Regions from separate parts of the Sus scrofa genome. Here region 2 is linked to region 1. The links are chromatin contacts, called in public HiChIP or PLAC-seq maps. All regions are on one chromosome and are shown on one strand. The core of a region is the stretch at or near the end of the contact, and the rest is flanking DNA. Distances in the headings are between cores, read along the strand shown.

Region 1 (6,536 bases), core at 2,055-4,554:
TTGACAGCACCAACCTCCATAATTCATTCCACTCAAGAATAACCTGAGTCAGGAGTTCACTTGGGAATGTGCTAAGACTGTTACCAATGTCTATGTGAAGACAGTCAGTAGGCTATAAGGGTCTGAATCAAAAGGGAAGAGATCTGAGCTATGGATAGATTTGGAAGCTATTCTTATAGATAATAACCAAAGCTGTGAAAGTAGAAGAGAAAGAGGGCTGAAAAACATTAATATTTAAAGGATAAATCAAAAGAGGAAGATTAAAAAGAACTATATTCTAGAGTAGTGGTGTCAAACAGAACTTTATACAATGATGGAAATGTTTTATATCTGTTTTATACAACAGTCATCAGTGACAGGGCTATTAAGTTTTAAAAATATTAATTTATACAGAAATTGGGACATGTGGCTACTGTATTGGACAAGAAAAGGCCACAAAGTAGGTGTAATATAAGAATGAAGTCATGGTAATCAAGGAAATAAAGTATTTCAAAAGGTAGGAAAGATCACAGTATGAAACATCACACAAAGGACAAGTAAGGCAGGATTAAAAAGTAATTACTGTAATTAGCAAGTGTTCTGATTTAAATTGTGTCCTGGGAGTTCCTGTCATGGCTCAGCGGTTAACAAATCTGACTAGCATCTATGAGGATGAATGTTTGATCCCTGGTCTTGCTTAGTGGGTTAAGGATCCGGCGTTGCCGTGAGCTGTGGTGTAGGTCGCAGACTCAGCTTGGATCCTGCATTGCTGTGGCTGTGGTATAGTCTGGCAGCTACAGCCCCAACTTGACCCCTAGCCGGGGAATCTCCATGTACTGTGGATGCGGCCCTAAAAATTAAAAAAAAAAAAAAAAAAAAAAAAAAAGTGTCCCGCTTCAAATACTCAAAACATTCATAATGTTGAATCCACCATACCTCAGAATGTGACCTTATTTGGGAACAGAGTCACTGCAGATGTAATTAGTTAAGATGACATCGTACTGAAGTAGTGTGCACTTCTAATCCAATATGACTGATGTACTTATAAAAAGGAGAAATTTGGACACAGAAACATACACACAGTTTTTTGTCCATCTACCTAAATTTTGAAAATGTATACTCTTATTTATTTAAATCTAATCTTCTAGTGGGCAGAGAACATAGATGTAAAAATTTGCTTTATACTAAATGTTTAACAATAGTAGACATAAACAGTAGTAATAAATATTATCAAATGATGCTAATATTCAACTGTATACCTGAAGTACTGATGTAAACAGTGCATTAAAAGACAAATACGAAGAGATGTGAAACAAATAATTCCTAAGGGTTCTGTGAGATTTTGCTACCTGGCTCAAACAATCCTTTGTCCTATCATCATAAATTCCATGTTTTAAAACAATTATCATCAAAGGAAGAAAACTTACCTTTGGTTTCTAAACCTTCAAGAGTAGTCATTTTTTTAAAAATGAAAATGTACCCCGGGCTTCTACTGAAAAACCTAAATATGAATAAAATGAAATAATTAAAACAATACCATATAAACACATTCATTAAGTCCCTGTCATTTAAAGATTATGATATTCTACTTGCTTCTTCATTTAGTAAACCTGCATTTAGGGAGTGCCCCTTACACCCCTTTTTCACAAGGTGATATTGTTATGACTACCCAATGTCTTAAAAAAAATGAGAGGTGGTTTACTTTCAAATTCCTGCTTCACTGGTATACTCTAAATTATCACCTATATACTCTAAATTATCAGATATGCGTCCTTAAATTTAGCTCAGAAATAGTACTGTAGTTACTACAGGTGCTCTGTATTATTGATAGATACCAGGAACTTAAAAGTAATTAGGAATTCCAGTCCTGGTGCAGTGGAAACGAATCCGTCTAGCAACCGTGAGGTTGCGGGTTCAATCCCTGGCCTAGATCAGTAGGTTAAGGAACTGGTGTTGCCATGAGCTTCGGTGTAGGTCGCAGAGACAGCTTGGATAGTGTGCTGTTGTGGCTGTGTTGTAGGCCAGCAGCTTAGCTCGGATTCCACCCCTAGCCTAGGAAACTCCAAATACTGCGGATGCAGCCCAAAAAAGGGGAAAAAAAAAGGTATTAAAGTAATTACCTTCTCAGGAGACATGGACACTATTTTGTTCACTACATGACAGAGGAGCTTCTGTTTAGATGTTTAACAAGTGACAAAAAATTCATAATAACTTAATTTGCATTTCTTGGTAAAAATTAAAATGTCATAGCATATATTTTCAGAATGTATGCATGACCTTACTAAATCTTAGTCTTACTAAGATTCAGGCGAGAACATGAGAAGGAAGGTAATACTAATGCAGTGATCACGAATGATGAACCAGGCACTAGATGACAAATGGTTTCACTCACAAAAATGATAACTCTTGAGTACTCGATATAACTCAGCATAGCGTCTTCCGTGCCTACCTTCCTTAAAAGTCACACCCCCGCCGCCACTGTTCTGAAAAATAGCTCTCCAAAGACCCTTCGCAAGAGCAATGAACCCTCGGAAGATGCGCAGGGAAATGTACAAAGGTCTGCAGGCAAATACTAATTGAAGGGGGTGGGGGTGGGTCTGGAGTGTGTAACAGGTATGAAGGTGGCAGGAGTGGAAGCGACAATCCTGTCAACCTCTGCCATCCCCAGAAGTCAAATCCAAAGTTCCGTCCCTGTCTGAACAAACCTTCCTGGAACAACGGGCAACCTTTCCTTAAATCTAAAGCGACTGAATGAACAACACACTTCAATCCAAACCTCTGTCCCTTTCCAAAATCCCCTCTCAGTTACACAAGCCCTTTCCTGGACTTACCTCTCAGATTCTTACTCTCCCAATTGCAGGGGGCCTCACTTTACAGGTTCTTTGGCTAGATATCACGGGTTAACTTCCGCGCACACTCCTCTAGCATTCCGAAGCCGATCCGCCCCAACCTTGGGGACATCAAGCTTTTGGTTCACGGCTAATTACTTCCGATTACTCAGGGTTTCGTTTCCGGAATACTTTTCAGAAGGAAAACACTTTTGGTGCCATTTAAACTCAAGTGACGCAGTGACGCAGAATATACGATTCAAGACTTCAGTAAAACAAAACTGGGTAGACTCTTATTAAAAAATAAAAAAAAGAATACTTGGACCCTAGCCGCATATAAGCCTGAACTTCCGGGTCGCCTTTCAACCAAACGGAAGTGATGATGCTGGAAAGAGGTAGGTGGTGTTCCGTTGCTCCAAGCTACGGCGTGAAGGGGCGGGTCGGTCGGCTGGGTGGGCGGAGCTCTATTTACTCCCAGCCACTAAGGACAAAGGGGCGGGGTAGTGGCGGCCCGCTCCGAGTCCGGCAGTAGGTGGGGCTCTGTTGCCAGAGTAACCTGGCGTTGGTGTTGGTGTAGGTGTTTTCCAGTCGCAAAGTTACCTATTTCCTGGTGCTGAGATCCCGAGGCGATGGTGAGTGCAAGGCGGTGTCAGAAGAAAGGCATCGCGGTCTTGTTTATGCTTTGTCCCAGGTCCTGGGGCGTCTGGGCGTTGAGAGGCATCCAGATCGCTTCTACCTTCGGCTGGTTATTTCTTTGTCCCTTTCCAGGAACTGTCCGTGCAATTTCCTCGCTTTCCCTACTTCTTGCAGCACCCTGAATTACACTTTGGTCCTGCTGAGCCTGTAGAGTATTGTGACAGGAAGTTTAAGGCTAAGACACGGAGTCTAGTAGTCTGAGGTGAGACCTTATTTCGGTCAAACATTGGAGATGTATGCATTTTTCATCATTGCATTTTTTTCAACCTCTCAGCTTCACTTTAACACGCTTCATTTAAAAGTATGTGGTGATGTTTATTTGACTTTTTCATGACTGATCCGAATCTCTCTGAATCCTGTAGTCTTTGCTCTCTTGAGGGCCGAGTACCGTTCCACACCCTAAGGGCCACCTAATAATAGCTGCATTTTGCACTAGCCCTAAATTATACAGTTGATTACCTTTTAACAGGAATACTCCATAATATCACTTGGAAATCACTTCTGGAAAATTCACTTGCTAGAGCTTCACCTTCAGAAATTCTGCATGAATAGAAACAGGCTCCATATTTGCATTTTTAAAAAAGCCTATAGATGATTTTCATTCGATCACATGTTCGAGAATGCCAGGTATGGCTATGAAATTAAATATGGAGACCCACCCAGAGTTCCCGTTGTGGCTCTATGCATTAAAAACCAGAGTAGTATCCATGAGGATGTGGGTTTGATCCCTGGCCTCGCTCAGTGGGTGAAGGATCTGGCATTGCTGCAAGCTGCCGCTTAGGATTTAGCCAGAACCTGGCATTGCTGTGGTGTAGGCTTCGGATTGGACTCCTAGCGAGGGAACTTATATATGCCACAGGTGTGGCTCTAGAAAGAAAGAACAGCAACAACAAACAGAGATCCACCCACCACCCCTTCTTTCTCTGTTAGGTCTTGTGTTTCTAGTTCAGAGAAACAGGTATTGAAGGATAATGCTTCCATCTTTGCTCTAGATTTTATTCCCTCCCATTCCTTATAGGACTTTCTGCTTTTGGTTATATTTTTTTCTTTCCTGTGCTTTCAGCCTCTTCCTCACCATTTCCTTCTCCCCCCACCCCCCCCCCCGTGTTCAAGCCATACACCTTAAGAAAATGAAATAAAACAAAAGCACACCCCCAGCCTGTGTTCGTTCAGTTTATTGCCTAGTCCTCCCATTTATCAGTAAACTGCTTGAAAGCATAGTGCTTCCATTTGTATCAAATTCAGCTCTTTACTTTCATCCTCAGCACTCAGTTATCTGAATTCCTCTAATGGCTTCATGAAGTTGTTCTTGCTTAAATTTCTTATGGCCAAATCCAGGAGTTTCTTCTCAAAATTTATTTAGCCTCTCTTTGATAGATGAAGCTCATCATCATTCATTCCTTCTTTTTTTTTTTCCCCACTGGCTTTGCCTACTTTTTAAATGCCATTCTCTGGGATTCATTCCTTAATTTCTTAGTCTGTCCATTTTCTTTGGCTGATTTCATCCACACACAAGTGTTCCACTAATGCCTAAGCATTCATTCTTAAATTTCAGTTTCATCTCAGACCTGGTAAGCATTCATTCTTAAATTTCAGTTTCATCTCAGATCTGGTAAGACCTGGACACTTCTAGCTGGTTACCACAAAGGCCCCTCAAACTCAACCAAAACTGAACTTGCTGTCTTTTCACCTGGCTTTTTTTGTTTCACCAAGTTGATGCTACCACTATATTTATAACCTAAACCAGAAACCAGAGTTTTCCTACACTCCTTTCTCTCCTATGTCTTCTCTGTTCAGTTGGTCACCTGATTCTGGTTTAGTTTCAGATTTCCTCAATTCTTTTTTTTTTTTCCTTCGCTTTTTTTAGGCCTTCACCCGAGGCTTATGGAGATTCCTAGGCTAGGGGTGTAATCAGAGCTACGGCTACCAGCCTATGCTTCAGCCACAGTAATGCCAAATCTGAGCAGCCTCTGCAACCTACACCACAGCTCATGGCAACTCTGGATCCTTAACCCACTGAGCGAGGCCAGGGATAGAACCTACAACCCCATGGTTCCTAGTTGGATTCATTTCCACTGTGCCACGACGGGAACTCCGAGATCTCCTCAGCTTTTGCTTGCACTGTTGTAGTAGTGTCTTTAACACTCTGGTCTGGTAATTCTTCAATTCATTATTTTCTCTACCACAAGAAGGAATTTACTGAACCCTAAATCTGTTGATGTTAATTACCGCTTTAGAACTCTAGACTCCTCATTCCCAACAGTATAAAAATTCAGCCTATCTGGAATGGCATACAAAGCCTTCTATGATCTAGGACTTAACCTGTCTTGCTTCTGTCATGAAACTTTCTTAGACATTCTTTTAGTTACTTGCCTTTTCATTGAACATTCCAAGCAACTGCAAACTGGTGGTAAGCCTCTTTCCTCTACTTTGCACATGCTGTTCCTTCCACCTGGAATACCTTTACTGCCATGTTTGCTAGCCAAACTCCTATTGATTCTTCATTCCTAGGTTAGGTGTTTTTCTTCTTTCTCTACTCAGAGAGAGTTGACTCTTCATTCTTTTTTTGTCACAACTTTACACAGTACACATTTCTCTTATTGTACTTACCACATTCAGTTGAAATTATTTAATAGGTTTGTCACTCTTACTAGACTTGATCTGTTAGAGGAATGGATCTTTATTTTGTTCACTGCCATTGCTTAGATTGTATTAGGCACTCAGCTGAATAAATTAAAAAAAAATAAGAATGTGTTAAGTGTCTGTGAGGGTACCAAGTACTTGGGGGATATTGGAGGATGGAATTTTCACTTTTCAGAATCAGAAAATCCACAAAGCAAGTGGAATAGAATTTCAATAGCTGGAATTTGGTGATCTGTACCATGGCATAGGGAGATAGTAAGTGACATTTGTGGAATACTGTTTTTTTGTGCCTGTCTGATATTTTTTCATTCAGAATTCCCAACAACCCTAAGATCAGTGAACTTCTATCCCTATCCTCTTATTCTGCCTGGAGTTGGGTGTGGTGGCTCT
Region 2 (6,536 bases), core at 2,182-4,681, 650 kb after region 1:
GGGGGGCTGCACCTGCAGCATATGGAAGTTCCCGAGCTAGGGGTCAAATCAGAGCTGCGGCTGCCAGCCTATGCCACAGCCATGGTGGCAACACTAGATCCTTAACCCCCTAAGCAAGGCCAGAGATCAAACCTGCAACCTCATGGACACTATGTCAAGTTCTTAACCCATTAAGCCACAGTGGGAACTCTAACTTAAATATTCTTAATTTTTTTTTTTTTTTTGTCTTTTTGCTATTTCTTGGGCCGCTCCCGCGGCGTATGGAGATTCCCAGGCTAGGGGTCCAATCAGAGCTGTAGCCACCGGCCTACACCAGGGCCACAGCAACACGGGATCCGAGCCATGTCTGCAACTACACCACAGCTCACAGCAACGCCAGATCGTTAACCCACTGAGCAAGGCCAGGAACCGAACCCGCAACCTCATGGTTCCTAGTCGGATTCGCCAACCACTGCGCCACAACGGGAACTCCTTAAATATTCTTAATGTCTGCTCAGGGGAACCATTCTCTGTGAGGCCTCTAGCAATTGGCTCCAAGTTCTCAGCAGTTTATGGAATCTCAGACATTTCATGAGTTAGGATGTTTTCGACTGTAAGTAATAGGAATCTATACCTAATCTAACCTAATCTATAAAGATGTTTACTCATGTACGTTACAGGGAGTCTGTAATCTATGGTAGCTGTAATCTGTAAAATAAGAGAGGTCTGCAGAGAACAGGGAACAGGCAGGGCCTGGAAATTGTTGGGAAATGAATGCATGATAAAGATGAGTGCTTACGATGACTTGTTTCTTGGAGCTCTTTAAGGTTTAAGATTACTGGTAAATCCTACCCAGAATGCAGGATATAACTCATGAGCATTAGGATGACACATTTTAAAACCTCTAGGAGTTCCCCAGTAGCCTAGCAGTTAAGGATTCAGTGTTGTAATTGCTGTGGCTAGCGTTCAAACCCTGGCCCTGGTAACTTCTGCATGCCAAGGGTGCAGCCAAAAAAATACCCAAAACTCTCTATAGCAGTGGTTATCAATCTTGACCGTACATGCAAATCATACAGGAAAGTTTTCAAGGCTACTATTTTCTGGACTCAGCTCAAAAGCTTCTTATGGGTCTGGGGTGAGGCTCAGACACTGGCATTTTTCAAAAGTTTCCCCAGGTAATTTTTAAGTGCTGACAGGACTAAACTCATTACATATTTGAAAGCCAAGCACTGTGTCTAGGTATAGTTCCAGCATATCATAAATCCAAGTGGTCACCCTGAACTTGGAGCACTCCAGTTGCCAACACTAGGGAGTTACTTGTGGATAGAAGTGATAGGAGAAGGTGGTACTAAAACAAAACTGGGATTCATATGCCTATTCAGTCCCGAGTTTCCCCTCCCTTTGATAACTACATCACCAGAGCTAATTACATGCCCAGTGCGTGCACACACACCACACACACACACCACACCACTTATTTGCTTTCCTCCTATGTGTAACTTTCTCCTTCAAGGTTACCTTAATCTAACCTGAATGCCATCTGTTAAATGTGCTATACATTGGGCAAGGAGTAGGACTTAGAGTGTGATTCACCCCTCTTCCCTGGTCCCATATTCCTTTAAGAAAGTGGATCTTAAACTTTGATATGAATAAGAATCACCTTGAAGAATTTTTAATGCAGATACCTGGGTACCAGGTTATGATTTTAGTAGGACTGGAGTAAAGTTCAGGAATCTGCATTTTAATCATCCTCACAAGTGCTTAAGAGATAATTGGTCTTCAACCATCAATTTTAAGAAACTTTCTTAAGGACGGCCCTGGTGAAAAATGGTAAATACTATCCACTAAGGAGATGCCCAGAGGGCTCAAGAGATTTAAACAGTTAAATCTCCAAAGAAGACAGATGGAGGGCCAATAAACACATGAAAAGATGCTGAAAATCATTAGTCATTAGGGGAATGCAAATCAAAACCTCACTGAAATACCGCTGGGAATCTATTAACCTATTAAAATGGCTACAATAAAAGTAACAGCAATTTTCTGGGAGGGATCCACAATGGTTCGGCATTTTAGATATCAGGTAATTTCTTACAAGATTAAAAATACACTTACCTTAAGATCTGGCACCCTCACTCCTAAGTATTTGACCAAATGAAATAAAAATTTGTTTGTACAAAAACTTGTTCATGGATATTTATAGCAGTTTTATTCATAATTCCTAAAAACTGGAGAAAAATCAAATGTCTTTCAAAGGTATAAGCTGCCTGTAGGACAGCCATACCATAGAAGACCACTCAAAAGTGAAAAGGAATAAACTACTGACACACAGTGATATGCATGGATCTCGGAAGCATTATTCCTAGTGAAAGTAGACAAAAAACTGCATATTGTGTGATTCCACCTACTTGACATCCTGAAAAAAGGCATAGTGATAGTGACAGAAAGTAGATTGAAGGTTATCAGGGGCGGGGTCTTGGGGAGGATTTGACTACCAAAGCATAACGGGGTTGGAGGCTTTCTGGAACTGTTCTATGTCTTGATGGTGCTGGCTAAATGACTGTATGCTGAACATTGGAAAAGATGCATTTATTATATGTAAATTATATGTCATTCCAAAGAAAACTTAACCTGGAGGGGGAAAAAAACCAAAGGATAAAAAGTGGCTTTATTCAGTTCTCTTGCAGCACAGGGGTTAAGGGTCCAGCGTTGTCACTGCAGTGGCATGGGGCCCTTCTGTGGCACAGATTGGATCCCTGGCCAGGGAACTTCCACATGCCTCAGGCATGGCCAAAAAAAGAAAAGAAAAAAAAAAAAGGCAGCTTTATTCAGATTAAACTCATTACATATTTGAGAGCCAAGCACAGTTTCTAGGTATAGCTAGGTCTAATTTCAGCAGCTCAGAAGGATGCTTAAGTGTAGAGATAATGCCCAACTTGTCTCCCCATGGACTCTCACATAGTACTTCCATATGTGACTGAATACTCAGAGTAGCCTACAAATGTGGCTTTAACTGGTAGTTAAAAGATGTGAGGCTAAGAACTTAAAAGAAATCAGGCATCCAGCCTTGCAGTACTTTAAATGATTCTGTCCCTTCATCCTATTATTTTGGTGTTTTGAAATCACTTTAATCACGTTCTGCATGTGTGTGGTCCTTCAAAGCTGGTTTGGAGAATAAATGCAGGGGGTTGATAGCAGCAATAGAGTGGAGCATAAAGAGGTAAGGTACTGAGAGATGAGGAATAAATACACTGCTTTTTTTTCAGGTGAATAGTTCTAAGGAGTGTGAAGCCATTTGCTTTTAAAATCTATCTGCTGAGTTGTTCCTTCTCTAGAGAGTTTCTCCCATTTACAGCTTTCCTAGAATTCCACCTTAAAACAAACTGAATGTACTTATGGCCAGGATCTCTGCGCCGAAAACTTTTGCTTAAACGATGACACACTGCAGTTGGAGCCTGCTCACCCACATCTGGAAGCCACATGTCAGCAGCAGCTGTATAAAACAGGCAGCCCAGCAGACATAGGGTCATATTTTTTGCCAGAATTCCAGGCAGCATGGACCTCACTCTTCTGTGGGTGCTTCTGCCACTGGTCACCGTGGCCTGGGGACAGTACGGTGACTACGGGTACCCATACCAGCAGTACCACGACTATAGCGACGACGGGTGGGTGAATCTGAACCGGCAGGGCTTCAGCTACCAGTGTCCCCATGGGCAGGTGGTGGTGGCTGTGAGGAGCATCTTCAACAAGAAGGAAGGATCTGACAGACAGTGGAACTACGCCTGCATGCCCACGCCGCAGAGCCTCGGGGAGCCTTCGGAGTGCTGGTGGGAGGAGATCAACAGGGCTGGAATGGAATGGTAAGAGCCAGAGGGCGGCAGACGGCTGGGAACATGACAGCCCTCCTCCTGGGGGCTGCTTGACCCTCAGGGAAGAGCGCGCACTAAGGATTGGGCAAGTCCTACCAGGAACCTTCCCCTTGCGTGCTCTGGGTGAGGCAGGACTGCGATTGAGCTGATGGCCCTACAAGACAAAAACCCAGGATGGGGAGTGTCCATGGCAGACAGACTCCCCTGTGGTTCTGTCCCTTCTAGAAGCAGCCCCACTCTCAATTCGGTCCACGGACTACTGTGGGTCTGGGAAATGTTCTCCCAGTCTGCCAAAAGATAAGTGTAGAAATGGAAAGTATTTAAGAAACTTTGAAGCAACTTAACATTGCTGTGATGTCCAAATGGCATTTAAGTTTGGTAGTCATTTATTTTGACTCTTTAACAAAAGTATCAGTACCCAACTGTTTGGGGATAGTAAACAATGAGACCCTTACCACAGACAGTTTGAGAAGTCCTGATTTAGAGCAAGTAAATTGGGGCAGAGGGGTCAAAGAAATGTAGGCAAAGAGAAATGAAATTAAATGTTTCTCTGCTGCCTGATTAAATGTGCTCTCTCAGTTTTAAGTACCATGGTCCTTCTCTCTGTCTGAATTTGTAATGGGCTTTATTTCTAGGAAATAGTTTATTTACTAAAGTCTTTGGGGAGAGAAGTACTAATCTTACCTGACTAGGTTCTGCTGTGGTTAATGACATAGGAATGGCCTGAGTCTGTGTCTTTGCTGTGGGGTATCACTGGCTCACCCTTGATCTTGATCAGAACTCATCCCAGGAGGTATGGACTTTGAGGCCAGTTAGTCACTGCAGCCTAGATGGAGGCAGGACTGCTGGGTGAGTTGGCAGAGAGGGTGGAGGCAAATACTGGGGGAGCCTGGCTGGGGGAGGAGGAAGCCGGGCTTGCAGGCTGCCACTGTGGTAATTGTTGAGAGAAGACTGAAGAGTCCCATCAGTGGTACAGTGGTACAGTGGGGGTCAGAGCACAAAATTCTGTGGGTCACAGAGCAATGATGGAAATCAAGACAAAAAGACTGATGGGTGGGAGAGCCAGGCAACAGAGTAATAAAAACAGCTGCCATTGATTGAGTGCTTACCCTGAGCAAGCACTGTGCTGAATGCTTTATATGGATTATCTCATTTAATGATCAAAACAAATCTGTAAGTCATTTTATAGGTAGACAGGCTACAGTCTAGAGACCAGGGCTTTCCTCTTCTGGAAAGTAGTAGAGCCAGGATTTGGATTCAGCGAGCCTCAATACCAAAGCATTTCAGTTCTTAGTCATGGTAACAGGCTACTTGAGAGTTTGCTGCCTCTGCGCAGTGGGGGCTTGGTCAGCATAGCCAGGGCCACACTTCTGGACTCAGGGAAGTTCTTCATACTGGGGAGGGCAGGAATCTGCAAGATCAGAACAGGAGCTAGGTCTGGAGGGATGGAACCAGCTTGATTACCACCAAGATTGAGGAGGGGTGCAGCCAGCCTGTACAAGGAATGCAGAGAGGGTCATGGGCAGCTATAGGCAGGGGCCCCTTTGTTGCGCTTTACTCATCCATGCCCACTGCCCCTAAAGAGCAGATTTAATTATCCCAAACCCCTTCTGACGGATGGCTGACTCACAGCCCAGCCTCCCGTCAATGACTGACAGTTTCCAGTGGCTCCCCATAGTCAGGCCCACTGCCTGGCACAGAGCATGGGAATGACCTAATTACAATGGTCTGTCTAGTCCTCCCATTTAGGGCACGATTATATGGGTGGGGCCCCTTTCTGATGCCCCCTTTTGAGCCACAGCAAAATAGTACCCAGATGATTTCTTAGACCCAAGGGAAGAGCCCTGGGCTCTGAGTCAGGAAGCCTGAATTTAGATCCTAGTTCTAAAAGACAACTTGCCGGGTGACCTTGGACCATGGGTTCAGCTCTCTAGTCTCCTGCCACATTCGGGAAAATGAATGGTCAGACTGCATGATCCTGGAAGGCTCCAGGGCTCCAATACTCTATGCTTTGTTTGGCCCTGAAAATACAGCTGGATTTTTCTTGTATTCTGTTGATGCTTGTGTTTATCTCTGCTAGGCAGAGAAGGCAAATTATGTTTCATTGAAAACTTGCCAACGTGTGACTGGTTTGTCATTAACTCTCAAACTATTTGAAGGGAAGCAAGAGAGGGAGTGGAAATTATATGATTTTATCTGGCCATTGGGAGTCAAACAAGAAGCTGACAGGCAAGATCTCTCTCTTTTCCACCTCTTCTTCCTCCACATTTTTGAGTATGAAGAGTCAAATGATTTTTTTACTTTCACCTTTCCACCCTCTGTTGCCTCCTTCTCCTGCTCCATTAATCACAGAGTAAAAAATGTACAAACGTGAAAAACAGTAGGACTCAGCTGCCCCAGGACTGAAACCAATTACCCCAGAGGTTTTTTTTTTTTTTTTTTTAGATGATTATTGCTTTGAGTTTAGACTCCAGTCTCAGTGAAAAATCTGGAAGGAGAGAAATTGCTCATAAACTAGGGAGCAATTAAACCTCCCCTTTGGCTTCAGGCATTTAGTCTGTTACAGGAGAAGAGTAGATAATTTTGTGCAGTTTGACTGCCTTGTGTAAGTACATTAGTTTGCAAGTTTATTTTATTTATTTATTTATCTGTTTTGGGGGGCACACCCAAGGCAGATGGAGGTTCCCAGGC

What was found. HiChIP or PLAC-seq counts read pairs in DNA pulled down with a chosen protein or histone mark.
Region 2: a contact with region 1 is called in an H3K27ac HiChIP or PLAC-seq map of skeletal muscle, with 4 times the contacts expected there. The contact joins the promoter of DPT here to the promoter of NME7 in region 1. A contact is called at or near these places in 4 of 5 promoter capture datasets (fetal liver, fetal skeletal muscle, liver and 1 more), 17 of 47 Hi-C or Micro-C datasets (adipocytes, brain, embryonic fibroblasts and 9 more) and 2 of 2 datasets of contacts at active chromatin or transcription factors (alveolar macrophages and skeletal muscle).

Annotation. Positions count from the first base shown.
Region 1 is chr4:81,636,603-81,643,138 of Sscrofa11.1, forward strand. NME7 (nucleoside diphosphate kinase 7) reads left to right here and starts at 3,305. Exons shown (of 13, transcript XM_021089439.1): 1 at 3,305-3,439. The coding sequence starts at 3,437. It overlaps BLZF1 (golgin-45), which reads right to left and starts at 3,186. Exons shown (of 7, transcript XM_003355067.4): 1 at 2,811-3,186; 2 at 1,407-1,480. The coding sequence starts at 1,437.
Region 2 is chr4:82,284,226-82,290,761 of Sscrofa11.1, forward strand. DPT (dermatopontin) reads left to right here and starts at 3,432. Exons shown (of 4, transcript XM_003125649.5): 1 at 3,432-3,836. The coding sequence starts at 3,532.